Linked DNA regions of Mus musculus: region 2 is linked to region 1. Evidence: chromatin contacts called from public HiChIP or PLAC-seq data. All regions are on one chromosome and are shown on one strand. Each heading gives the region's core, a stretch centred on a gene start, on an enhancer-like site or on the middle of the called end of the contact. The rest is flanking DNA. Distances are from core to core; before and after follow the strand shown. Region 1 overlaps Ankrd12 (ankyrin repeat domain 12). Region 2 holds the start of Ndufv2 (NADH:ubiquinone oxidoreductase core subunit V2).

Region 1 (6,668 bases), core at 2,553-5,052:
CCCATACACATAAAATAATAATAAAATTAAATTGAAAATAAATAAAAAACACCAAAAGTATAAGTTGAAAAATAGCTCTGTGGTAGAGGCCAGTCTTGCATGTGCAAGGCCACGAGTTTAATCTCTAGCACTATGAAACAAAAACCCCTCAAAAATGACTCTATTTAAAATGAGGGAATGGTGTAACAAATTTATAACCCCAGTAAACAGGGAGCAGAAGCTCGGGTCACTACAAATGTGAGGTCAGTCTGGTGTGCATTTGAGTTTTAAGCCAGCTAGGACTGCATGAGAAACTGTCCTAGCAAATATAATCAAGATCACAAAGGTGGCCGGGCAGTGGTGGCGCACGCCTTTAGTGCCAGCACTCAGGAGGCAGAGGCAGGCGGATTTCTGAGTTCGAGGCCAGCCTGGTCTACACAGAGAAACACTGTCTCAGAAAAACCAAAAAAGAAAAAAACAAAAACAAAATCACAAAGGTGATTATACTTACGAAGCACCTGCTATATATTATCTTAATATAACTCTTTTAACTATCATGTGGGGCTGGTGAGATGGCTCAGTGGGTAAGAGCACCCGACTGCTCTTCCGAAGGTTCGAAGTTCAAATCCCAGCAACCACATGGTGGCTCACAACCATCCGTAATAAGATCTGATGCCCTCTTCTAGTGTGTCTGAAGACAGCTACAGTGTACTTACATATAATAATAAATAAATAAATCTTTTTAAAAAATGTTAACTATAATGTGAAATAATTCTCTTTCCCTGTCACCTCTTAAATTAAAAAAATTGTTAGCACACTATGCTACCTTTTTTGTGTCAACCTGATACATGCTAGAGTCAACAGAAAGAAGGGATCAGAAACTGCCTGTGTAAGATCTGGATGTAGGGCATTTTCTTAGTGATTGATGGGCAGGAGGTGGGGGGGTGGGCATCCCTGGGCTGGTGGTTCTGGGTTCTATAAGGAAACAAGCTGATCAAGCCACGAGGAGCAAGACAGTAGGCAGCACCCCTCCATGGCCTCTGCACCAGCTCCTGCCTCCAGGTCCCTCTCCTGAATTCCTCCAACGATGAACTATGACGTAGAAGTGTAAGCCAAATAAACCCTTTCCTCCCAAAGTTGCTTTTGGTCATAGTGTTTTGCCACAGCAAGAAACCCTAACTAGGACACACATAAAGTGATCATTTTGTTTGTTTGTTTGTTTGTTTGGGGGCTTTTGTTTTGCTGTGACTTTCTCTCACTGTGTAGACTAGGGTGGCCTCAAATTCACTGAGCTCTGCCTGGCTCTGCTCTGCCTCCAGGGTGTTGGAATTAAAGGAGAAAACAACCAGTGGTGGCCTAAACAATGTGTTTTACTGCAGTTCTGTCCATGTACAAGGAATGGCATGCTTCGTTCATATCCACACTCTACCATCTCTTCCTGGCCTTCCTGTCCCTCCCCTGTTTGTTCCCCAGGAGCCTGTGATTCTGCCCCGATTACTTTGATGTCAGCTGGGGTCTGTTGTACTGAGTGTATTTAAACCCTATATTCTGTATGAGAGAAAATGTGATGCTTCATCTCTCTCCTCTCACCCCATTATGGTCTCCTCCATTTAGATACTTTCTTTGCCCAAAATAGTTACCCTCTGCTTTCATGTCATATATGTACTTACACACACACACACACACACACACACACACACACACACACACACACACAGAGTTTACCTATCTTGTAAGACATGTTATTCTTTCCATGTTTGAGCCACATTAACCTAAGTCCTTTAGCACCATGCACAGCCTCAGGAAAGCTGAGTTTCTAAGGATGCCTGACAGCTTCTGCTGCTGCTGCTGCTGCTCCTGCTGCTTCTTTTTTCTTTTTCCGAGACAGGGTTTCTCTGTGTAGTCCTGGCTGTCCTGGACTCACTCTGTAGACCAGGCTGGCCTCCAACTCTGAAATCCGCCTGCCTCTGCCTCCCGAGTGCTGGGATTCAAGGCGTGGCCACCACTGCCTAGTGAAAGGTGCTTCTTTTACAAAACTTATCATAGTCTACAACTACCACCATGACTGTGGGACCATCCTGTGCCTGTTCAGATTTTCTTGAATCACACTGCCTTAAATGCCAAGAGAGCCACTACAGTGGCAAAGAAAGTCTGTTTACTTAGAGGAGAGGAACATTTTTAAAGGGGTGTATTTCTAACTACTTAAACATGCAAACTGAGATGATCAAAAGTCTATTTCTATAGAATACTAAGACTATCGTAGGTTTAACAAAAAAACAAAACATACAATGCCAAGAATTGATGGTCTATACCTTTAATCTCAGCAACCCCAGCACTTTGGAGGCCAAGTGGATCTCTGAAAGTTTGAGGCCAGCCTCAAAGTTCCAGGACAGCCTGAGCTACAAAGAGAAACCTTGTCTCAAAAAAGAAAAAGGGAAGGAAAAAAAAAGGGAAAGAAAAAAAAGAAGAAGGGGAGGGGAAGGGAAAACAAGAACCCCACATCCTTTCAAATGTTTTACTTTAAGAGTATGTGAGCTTCTGAAGGCTTCTTAGCTGGGTGTGATTATCTCAGAGAAGGAACACGAAGAATCACAAGTGCCCCTCTCTTTTAATGAAGAAGTGATTCAGGACATAACAAAGCAGAGTCTGCAAAATCTACTCATAATTAAACTACTGAATGTGTTGTTTAGATGTCAAGAGACAGACTCTTACAAGGAGTCTCCAGGCAGTTGATCAATACTTTGACAAAGATGCTACAACTTTCCCTGGATGCCATGGGACTAAACTAAGTTGTGTAATTGCATGACTGATAATGGATGAATGAAGTTGATTTATTAGAAATGTTTAATACTGCCAGGCATGGTGGCTTATGCCTTTAATTTCAACAACCAGGAGGAAGAGGCAAAATAGATCACTGTGAGTTCCAGGTCAGCCTAATCTACACGACAGAATTCCAGGCTGGCCAGAACTTTATCGTAAGACTGTCTCAAAATAAATAAATGAATTTTTAATAACTATTAAAGGTAAAAATTTTCATCAGTTGATTATACTTTATAAATAGTGATAATTACTATAAAAGTTATCTGCCCAATATCTATGTTACCAGTTATGTTAGGAATTTTCCCAATGAAGCTTTTGGCTTTTAATATTCTTTTGCAAGTTCAGTACACTAATAAATGTTAGTAAGGTACAAGTCTCTCCACCCCCTCCCCCTTTAGAACAAAGTTCATGCATGAGCTAAGGGAGGCAGAAAAGACAGATAAAAAAGAACCTAGTTCCATCTCACATAACTGAGCTGTATCAACTCTGGACTGACTGCCTGGTCTTCTGGTTGTATTAAATAAGGAAACCCTTGGCCAGGACTGGAGAGAGGGCTCAGCAGTGAGGAGCACTTGTCTAGAGGACCTCCTTACCAAAAGCAGGAATTACTGAGTTTGGGGACTCTGATCTTTGAGTCAGATCCTTAAATGATTCCATGGCTGTCTCTGCAAAGGGGAACCACGAGCAGTTAAAGTGCAGTAGAGAAACACTTCCTGCCAGGTACCCAGGCAGACATTTGTGCTGACTAAGGGACCACCCCACAGGCGGTCAGGAGCAGTGCAGGAAAGCAGGCGCACCTTCAGGCGCTGAAGACAGGCCTGGATGTCCAGCTGCGTGGACACTTAGAAAGGTACAACCTTTGCTTCTTTCCCTGTCTCTTCTTTCAGATGCTGGTAGAGTAAATGTACTTTTCTGGTACTCTGGACTTCTTACTGTTTATGAAGCCCTCCACTATGTGGCTGCTTGTCTACCCTTTGTCTGACCTCCAGGCTGACTTTCCTCCCTCTCACTCCTCTGCTCCCTTCCTCCCAACATCTGCTGAGATCACAGCAATTTAATACAACTGCCCTCAAGCTTAAAAGAAAACTCAAGTAGGAAATAACTGAAGAAGACACCTAACGGTGACCTCTGGCCTGCACAAGCACTTGTACACATGTGCATGTTGGTACACACACACACACACACACACACAAACATGTACGCTGCCAAAAGTGCCCATGCTCACTGCAGTGGTTTGAGTGAGAATGGCCCCAGAGGCTTATAAATTTGAACAGGGAGTAGCACTGTTTGAAAGAATTAGGAGGTGACTCCTTATTGGAGGAAGTGAGTCATTAGGGGTGGGTTCTAGAGGGTTTCAAAAGCCCATTACAAACTCTCTCTTCCTGATGCTCGAGAATCTAGATGCAGAACTCTCAGCTACTTCTCTAGTACCATGTCTGCCAGCCCCAATTAAACGCTTTCTTTTATAAGAGCTGCTATGGTCATGGTGTTCCCTTCCCCAGAGCACAACACTGACTCAGACCTCCCCGCTACACCCATGGCACATATGTGGAAGTCAAAGGACTACATTTGAAGCGTCAGTTCTCGCCTTCCACCATGTAGGTCCCAGTGACAGAACCTAGGACACAGGCTTGGTGATTAGCACCCTGACACACATCTGGTAGTCCCTGATATGCTAGAGTTTTGAGAATAAAAGAACTATGAAGTAAGCCATTAGACTCATTTGGGAGAATGCTACATATTTTGATGTCATCAGTCAATCAAAAATGTCTAAACTTCTTTGCTGTGACCAAAGGGTAACAAAAAAGTAAAATCTTTTTTTAATGCTTGTTTTACTAAGCAATTTTCATTACTGAAATGAACCCCAAAACTAAGTTCTAAATACACTAAGAGATTTTTAATAAATATCCAGAATAAGAAAATTGTTCTGTTTTATTTTTTTAACTTTTAGTCTCATATTACAAGCCACAGTTTGGATAATAAACAGATGCACTTCTGCCACCAGGATAAAACTGAACAGTAGTTCTCTATGAACCAAATATCCAAAAGAGGGGTAGACAGAAAACCAAAAAGAAATCACCATTATGAATGTGGCTAGTTTATCAGAAGATAAGTTCTTCTACCTGTGTCTGAGTCGCGCTCCTCATTTCTCGATGGGCTGACTGTAAAAGGCAGCTTTCGTTTCATGGATGGTTTCTCTCTCATTTCCTTGCCCATATCACCTCGGTCAATTTTTGAAGTTTTGCTGTAAGATGCAATCTTGTCTTTACTCTAATAAAAAAAACCAAACAAACAAAGTAGTATCAATATTAGCTAAACAGTATAGTATCTTAAATCTCTTTATTATTTGGAATAGAGCAATGGTTTAGAAATCAAGAGTAGTTGCTCCTCTTGCAGAGCACCTGGGTTCAGTTCCCAGCATCCACACAATACCTCAGAACTGTGAGTTATGTTGTTTCTAGGATCCTCCCAATGTCCTCTTCTGATGTACTTGGGCACTGCACACAGTGGTGCCTGCATGTGTACATTTATGAAGGTATATTCATGTATACGCAGGAAGACAAAACACCTATACATTGTTTTAAAATTTAGACATTTTAAAAACCCTGTTAAGGAATTTTAAAATATAAAAGTACATTACAATCCATTAATGTATTTAATGCGTTAAATACAGAGCCTTCAACAATTAAATGTCGTTTGTGATGGCTAGCTTTGTGTCAACTTAACATAAGATAAAGTCATCTAAAAGGAGAGAACTTCAACCTCTGTAAGACTTGGCTGTAGGACATTTTCTTTCTTTCTTTTTCTTTCTTTCCTTTTTAATATTTATTTACTTTATTTATGTGAGTACACTGTCGCTCTCTTCAGACACACCTGAAGAGGGTATCAGATGGTTATGAGCTACCATGTGGTTGCTGGGAATTGAACTCAGGACTTTTGGAAGAACAGTAAGTGCTCTTAACTGCTGAGCCGTCTCTTCAGCCTGGACATTTTCTTAGTTAATGATTGATGTGGGAATGTCCAGCCCATCATGGGTGGTGAAATCTGGTGGTACTGAGTTCTGTAAAAAAGCAAGTTGAGCATGCTTCTTTAGAGTCACAAGGAGCAAGCCAGTAAGCAGCATCCCTCCATGGCCTCTGCATCAGTTCCTGCCTTTGGCTTGAGTTCTTGCCCTGTGAGATATTGATGGTAAACTGTAATATAGACCTGTGAGTGAAAGACACCCTTTTCCTCCCTGGGCTGTTTTTGTCAAGATGTTTCATCACAGAAATAGAAATCCTGACTAAGATATCCCTCAGCCCTCTGTTGTTGTTTGTTGTTGTTTTTTTTTTTTTTAAGGCAAGGCTTCACTATGTAGCCTAGGCTGGCCCCAAACTCACAGTCTACCTTTTACTGCAGCCTCCCAAGTACTTTGATGACAGGTGTTAGTTACCACATCTGGCCTAATTGTAACATCTTTTTCCAAACTATCACACATGCTTCCTCTTTTGCTCAATAACAGAAAAACTTAAATAATACTATAATATCTTGAATATAACAAAATCATCTATCTAAATATAACTAGACATATGACAATGAATAAACACATAAAGGAGAGAGGGGGAGGGGAGATAAAGGGAAGGGAAAAGGGGGAGAGGAACCAGAGAGTCAGAGAGAAAAAAAAGCAATAATCACTGGAACTGAGCTTAAATATTAAAAAAAAAAGACTATTATTTCTAATCAAAAACTTTAAAGCCTAGAATAATGTACAATTTTCCTAGAAACACACAGCACTAAAAACTGGGCAATGAAGCTGAGTATAGTGGCACACACCTCTAATCCCACTTGGGAGGCAGAGGCAGGTGGCCTGGACATCAGAGTTCAGGGCT
Region 2 (6,668 bases), core at 3,055-5,554, 53 kb after region 1:
AGGCTAGCCTAACCTTTCTATGCTCCTGTGTCAGTCTCCCGAGTGCTAAGACTGTAATTATAGACCATCACATGCAGTTAACAGTCTTTATAGACAATACCTTAATGCCATGCACAACTTAAGAAGATATCTCAATACACTTTTCCTGACTTACTAATCACTAGGTTTTAGACATTCTACTGAGTAATTTTTGTTATTCTTGCTATTGCATTCCCCAGCCCTGCTTCTATCCCAGTTCTTCCTCTACCCCAGGTTACTACTAATAATATGGTTCCATGACAGTCTTATGCTTTTCCACATCTCTATAGATGCTCACAAAAATTCTAATGAGCAGAGGACTGAAGGTGGTAGCTCTGGACTCAACCTGAGCATGCTACAAATCTGCCGAAACTGTTCACGTCTTACTGGACAAAATCTAAATCCTCTTACGTCATAGAAAAGGCCTTTTGCCCCTTTCAGTCCCAGCTTCCACCCTCTTATTTCCTTCCAGCCTGCCATGCATCTCACTCCTGTGCATGCAGCTTCTTCAACTTACAGCACTTTATGCCTCCCACTTACCCATCGTGATCACGTAACTCCCTCCTCTTAGCCTGGACAGCACTAGAGAAAGGAACCAGCCATGCTTCCATAATTATAGCACTTGTTCAACTTAGTTGTTCATCATATACAACGATTTTCCTGGGCAGCTTTAAAAAGGAATACTTACATACACACACACTCTGTCCATATGTACACACACACACATACACACAGAAAAAAGAATAAAAGAGTAGCTTGGTGAGATGGCTCAGTGGGTAAGAGCACTGAGTGCTCTTCCGAAGGTCCTGAGTTCAATTCCCAGCAACCACATGATGGCTCACAACCATCAGTACAGCTACAGTGTACTCATATACATAAAATAAATAAATAAATCTTTTTAAAAATGACTTATTTATCTTATGTATATGAGTACACTATAGCTATCTTCAGATCCACAAGAGGGCATCAGATCCCATTACAGATGGTTGCTAGGCACCATGTGGTTGCTGGGATTTGAACTCAGGACCTCTGGAAGAGCATTCAGTGTGCTTAACTGCTGAGCCATCTCTCCGGCCCCAAATAAATAAATCTTAAAAAAAAACAAAAACAAAAAAGGGTGAAACTACTTTATAGAATATAATGTTGGCAAGCTATACTGTTTCATTTATTATTAAATCTTTGACTTTCAAAGTAGGAGTGCATATAAACCCAGCATAAGTTAAGAAAAATCTGTAAAATGTTTTGAGATTTAGGATTTTAAGGTCACACACACTAAGATAAAATTTCTTGGTTTTTTGGGGGGGGTTGTTGTGTTTTATTTGTTTTGTTGTTGTTCTTGTTTTGAGAAAGGTCACTAAGTAGCCCTTGGTGTCCTAGAACCTGCTATACAGACTAGGCTGGCCTCAGGCTCACCGAGACCCCCCTGCCTTGGGATTAAAGGCGAGAGCCGGCACGCCTGTTCTGAAGGTGAGGTTGCTTTGGGTTTTACAAAGCTGGGACTTTACAAAGCTAGGTTTTGAGTTTCTCCAGTGTCTAACAGGCCTGCAACTAGGACTGCACAGAGAAGCCCTGCCTCAAACAAGCACACCAGAAGTCTTTCCTGTAAGCCAGGCACAGTGGCTCACACCTGCAACACCACCACTTAGGAGGTATGCTAAGAGGACTGCCAGAGTTTAAAGCCAGCCTGGGCTATACAGTTAAGACCCTGTTATACAAACAAAGAAACCAAAATAAACATAAAAAAATTAAAACGCAGTCTTAAATGGCTTGACTTAGCCAAGGAGGTGGATAATCTCTGGCATGGGCAAGTGGGAATCCCAGGAAAGGAAGTATCGAAATGGGTACAGAAACTACTCAGATCTCTGGCTAACCCCTGTGTAGTGACAGAGTCTAAGCAGCCTTGCTAAATTAGAACCAATATTGGTCTACCACTCATGACAATGGGGGTGGTCATTCTTTAAAGAAATAAGTTAGAGTGTAGTGTTAATTATGTTATTATTATGTTATGTAATGTTATTAGTGTAAGTTATTATGCATTTACAAAGTCCAGGATACAATTCAAAATTATTCATTGTGGAGAGCATGTTGGGGTGACAGCACAAAACCCACTATCATAGGGGAAAAACATTTCAAAACTGAAAGCAGAGGCCTGGGAGTGCAGGTGGATCCCTGAGTTTATGGCCAGGCTAGTCTTCCTGGAAGGCCAGTCAAGGCTACATAAACTACATAAACTCTGTCTCAAAACACCACCCACAAAACAAAACCCTGCTTTTCAACTACACCTCTTGTTACCCTTTGCCTCAAAAACAAAAGAAACAGAAGATGTCTATGGGAGCTTTTTTGCCCCTACTTCTTAGTCTCCTCCTCAACTGAATGATTCTCAGAGCCTCTCTTACCTATGTAACCTTCCAGTTTCTGACTCCAATCAGACCTAGTCCACCTCCACTCCTACACCAGTCATCTACTCAGAGCAGAACCCTTACTGTATATAAAACCTTTCACTGACTCTTTACTAGTCTACACTACCAGGGACACCTCTTTGTTTGTTGTAGGAGGCTGGGATTTGAGTTGGGGATATTTTACAAACAGGAATTTATATAGGCCAGACTAACCTCAAACTCACTATATAGTTAATGATAGCAAACATTCTGATTTTCCTGGCTCTAACTCCTAAATGCTAGGATATCAGATGTGACCAACCATACACGTATGAACCTTATTAGTGTTCTTACATGTTCCCCACAAAAATTGGGAATTCTGTTTCTAATTTGTAGTGATGAAAACACTGCACCACCCTCTAAAATAAGATATAAATTCACCTATCAAATACACAGCAAGGGGCCATCAAACATCACCCATCATTACTCTACTCCAGCAGGGCATGGAAGCTCACACCTGTAATCTCAGCACTCAAGAGTCAAGGCAAGAAGACCAGCAAACATTCAAGGCCTACATGCCACACTTAGCAGGCTCCAGGCCAGCCAGGGCTGCATGGTGAGATCTAATTTCAAAAGGAAAAAAAAAAAGTACTATAATCCAATTCACACTGTTACCTGGACCTAGAAGTACATTAAGGCTTCAAATAACTAGGGACAGACTCAACATTCCCATTTCACAGCTAAAGAAACAAAGACTAATTCTCTAGGTCATGTCACATAACTACAAAAGGTCACCTGGGATGCCTAAGTCTAAAGCCCCAAATGGTTTGTTTACACACACACACACACTATATATATATATATATATATATATATAGTCTTTTGTTGAGAACTTAGTTTTTGTTTTACTGTTAGGAAAATAAAATCCAACCAAACAAATAAGGCTTCTTTCTTCCCTGTAGTTGCCATGTAGTTAATTTCAATAGCCATTACTTTCTGTGTGCCCATGCACTCTCCGGACACAAGCTCAGCTTGTGAAGGTCAGACCACAACTAGTCCTCACACCTGGAGGCCAGCACCTTTCCACCCTGAGCTACCTCGCAGGCCCTGGAATCTGCATTTTAGCTTCGCTTCAGTGTTTCAACTTCAGTTCAATTCCTTGGCCTATCTGAGATGCACCTGACACTCAAATGGCCATAGAACTACGACTCTTTGGTCAGTGCGGTTACTCGTGCTACTACTATTCTCTCACGGTTAATTCCTACGATTCTCTGCCGAGCATTTCCTAAAATGAATGAACAACTTCAGTAAATGAAACGCTGGTCACCTTTATCTAGTCCTGAAGGAACTCGGCAAGCCTTTACCAAGCCTATCAGCGTTTTCTCCAGCATGCTTTTAAATCCGATGCAGCGCAGCCGCTATGCCTGACAGACAAGCAGCCCAAAGCTTCGCTGCTAGGATCCTGGAAGCAGCGGGCCGCCAGGGCCCCCCACTAGCTTCCGCACCAGGATAAATGACAATCGCCTTCCTGACCTTGACTAAGTTAGGGGTGACTTTCCCCGGCCCGGTGCGGGCGGCCCGCCACCCGCCGCCACCGCAGCTGCGGAGCATCCCGGAGGCACTGAGGACGAAGGCCGCGGCGTCCCCGCCGCCGCCAGCTGACCTGTCCAGCGCCTAGGGGTCTCCGAGGACTAAAAGCTAAGGGAGGCACGAAGAGCGGGAGACTGTGGCGACAGTGCCCGGGGTTCACCCCGAGCCTCTTACCCACTGAGCAGCGAGGCCGGTCGCCCTGGCCCGCAGCGCCAAGGAGAACATGGCGGGGTACGCGATGCTCCGACCCCGGCCGCTCTAGGCTGACTGGGAACGAACGAGCCCGGAGGCCCGGCGCGCGCGGCCCCGCGCCCAGGACGCACGGCGCGCGCGCGCTCACGAGCCCTGGCCTGGGCGTCCCGAACGGTACGCCGTTCCTGACGCAGCGGCGCGCGAGGGCTGCTGGGACCGGTGGGCGGGCCCGAAACAGCCCAGTCCCTAAAAGGCCGGCCCGGTTGGGCCAGCTGAGTCCCCGCCCTGAGGACGAGGCTCGCCTTCTCGAGGCTCTTGTGTTTGTTGAGGACGAGGCGTACCTTCTGGGGGATCTTGTGTTTGTTCTGTCAAACACCTCCTCTGGTATTGCAGTTATTTCTTTCAAAATTCGTTTGGTTGAGTCTTTTCTTACATACGATCGTATTTAAAGGGCTGCCACCTAGTGGACTTGGACAGCAAGTGCCTTGGCTCCCAAGCCTTTGCGTTAGAGTCTGTAAAACGACAGGCTAAACTGGAATTGACTTCGGGATGCCAGTGAGTGGGAGGTAGAAATGATGACTGTTGATGCTGCGCGGTAGACGAACAAATATTCTTTGTGCTTGTGTATGCTCTAGACATTTTCCATGATAAAACTGGTGGAGGGAGGAACCTACTGTCTTCTTGATTTTTGTTTGATCTCAGGAAACTCCTAGCAGCTTTAGTACGCATCGTGCTGTTTCCAGCTGTCGGTATTTTACACAGGTTTTGAGTGATCCTCAACCTTCAGACAGGCGCATACTGCCACCTTGGGCTTTTAACTTATTCTTGACTCTTCTTCTGACTGTCGTTTTGTGTGTGTCTTCTCTATCCACCCCTTTCTTTTTGCTATAATAAAGTTGTGAATAGTTTCCGTAATTTTGACAACAGAATGAAGATTCTGAAAGGTTATTCGTCATGAGTTTGTTTTTTTAAAAAAACAAAAAACAACAAAAAAAACCACCCAAGATAATCCATTGCAACCTGTGTGAATCATATTCTACAAATTATTAGACTCAGCCGGGCGTGGTGGTGCACGCCTTTAATCCCAGCACTCTGGAGGCAGAGGCAGGCAGATTTCTGAGTTCGAGGCCAGCCTGGTCTACAGAGTGAGTTCCAGGACAGCCAGGGCTACACAGAGGAACCCTGTCCCGAAAAACCAAAAAAAAAAAAAAAAAAAATTATTATTCGACTCAAGAAATAGTGTTTCTAACCAATGATACTAAATTCTTTAGTTCCTATTGCATTATCTCCAGTATTAGTTTACCACTAATAAATTTGCTTCAGTACTTCTCTGAGGGAATGAAAAGATACTGAAAAAGAAAAAATAATCCGGGTCCCATTACTGATTTGTTTTATTGTGTGCACCCAAACATATTGTCACCATCATTAGCAGCTGTAATACTTTGGCCTTTTCAGAGTCTCATGTTGCCCAACCTGGTCCCAAACTCGCTATAGGTGAAGCTAAAAGACCCTCACTCAAGTCTTGGGATAATAGCGGATCCCCAAGAACTCACAAGAGACCAAGCTTGATGTAAACCACATGAGGCTTTATTCTGGGAAAGCCAGAGCTCTTGGGACGACTCATATCCCATGCAGGGGTAGAGGAGTCGACCCCAAGGGAAAAGGGGGTCCCAGTTTTTATAGGCCCTCAGGGGGGAAAGGAGAAGTGGGGGAGTAGGGGATTTCCAGATCTAAACAATGTAAAAGGATTGATTTCTCAAGAAATGGGTATGGGAGGGAAACAAGGAAAGAGTTTAATGAAGGTACAGTAACTCAGGATTGGCCCAGCTGTGGTTGCTGGGGAGATTTTCCGACTCTATCCCAGCAACCAATATCACAAACAGTGAGGTGCAGCAGTGGGCACACACCTGGGTTCAAGGAACGGTCAGAACATTGGCAGATACACGGGTTCAAGGAGCGGCCAGAGCATTGTGCACCTCTATTTTTTCTAAATCAGTGAAGCTACTTCTACTAACACTGAAATTTATTTTGCCAATTTCAGGGCTTCTGTGACCTTTTACATTCTGTCAGGATCTTTCAAAGCTAGTCTCGAACTCATGACTCTCATGCCACCACCTTTCTTTTTTTATTTTTATTTTTTTATTATTTTTTTAAAGATTTATTTATTTATTATATGTAAGTACACTGTAGCTGTCTTCAGACACTCCAGAAGAGGGCGTCAGATCTTCAGATGGTTGTGAGCCTTTTTTTTTTTTAAAGATTTATTTATTTATTATACATAAGTACACTGTAGCTGTCTTCAGACACACCAGAAGAGGGAGTCAGATCTCGTTAGGGATGGTTGTGAGCCACCATGTGGTTGCTGGGATTTGAACTCAGGACCTTCGGAAGAGCAGTAGGGTGCTCTTACCTGCTGAGCCATCTCACCAACCCCATGCCATCACCTTTCAATCACCACCACCAAACCCAGTTCCTCTGACATTGATACTC

Evidence for each region. HiChIP or PLAC-seq counts read pairs in DNA pulled down with a chosen protein or histone mark.
Region 2: a contact with region 1 is called in an H3K4me3 HiChIP or PLAC-seq map of bone marrow-derived macrophages, with 2.8 times the contacts expected there. The contact joins the promoter of Ndufv2 here to the enhancer-like site in region 1. A contact is called at or near these places in 7 of 39 promoter capture datasets (the C10 cell line, the HPC-7 cell line, liver and 3 more), 2 of 15 datasets of contacts at CTCF or cohesin (large pre-B cells and pro-B cells), 23 of 484 Hi-C or Micro-C datasets (B cells, the C3H10T1/2 cell line, DN3 thymocytes and 16 more), 12 of 115 datasets of contacts at active chromatin or transcription factors (the 230-238 cell line, the HPC-7 cell line, the SCID.adh cell line and 6 more) and 3 of 9 other capture datasets (adipose tissue, liver and pancreatic islet).

What each region holds. Positions count from the first base shown.
Region 1 is chr17:66,044,864-66,051,531 of GRCm38.p6, forward strand. Ankrd12 (ankyrin repeat domain 12) reads right to left here. Exons shown (of 13, transcript NM_001025572.1): 3 at 4,923-5,070. Among named protein-coding and RNA genes, the nearest start is that of Ankrd12, 29 kb to the right of the region's middle. Within about 2 kb of position 3,803, at least 21 of the 459 cell types and tissues checked have an H3K27ac peak or open chromatin away from gene starts, as enhancers often do. A contact at or near this core is called in the HL-1 cell line, bone marrow-derived macrophages and neutrophils, where this site is marked.
Region 2 is chr17:66,097,255-66,103,922 of GRCm38.p6, forward strand. It overlaps Ndufv2 (NADH:ubiquinone oxidoreductase core subunit V2), which reads right to left and starts at 4,305. Exons shown (of 8, transcript NM_028388.3): 1 at 4,161-4,305. The coding sequence starts at 4,211.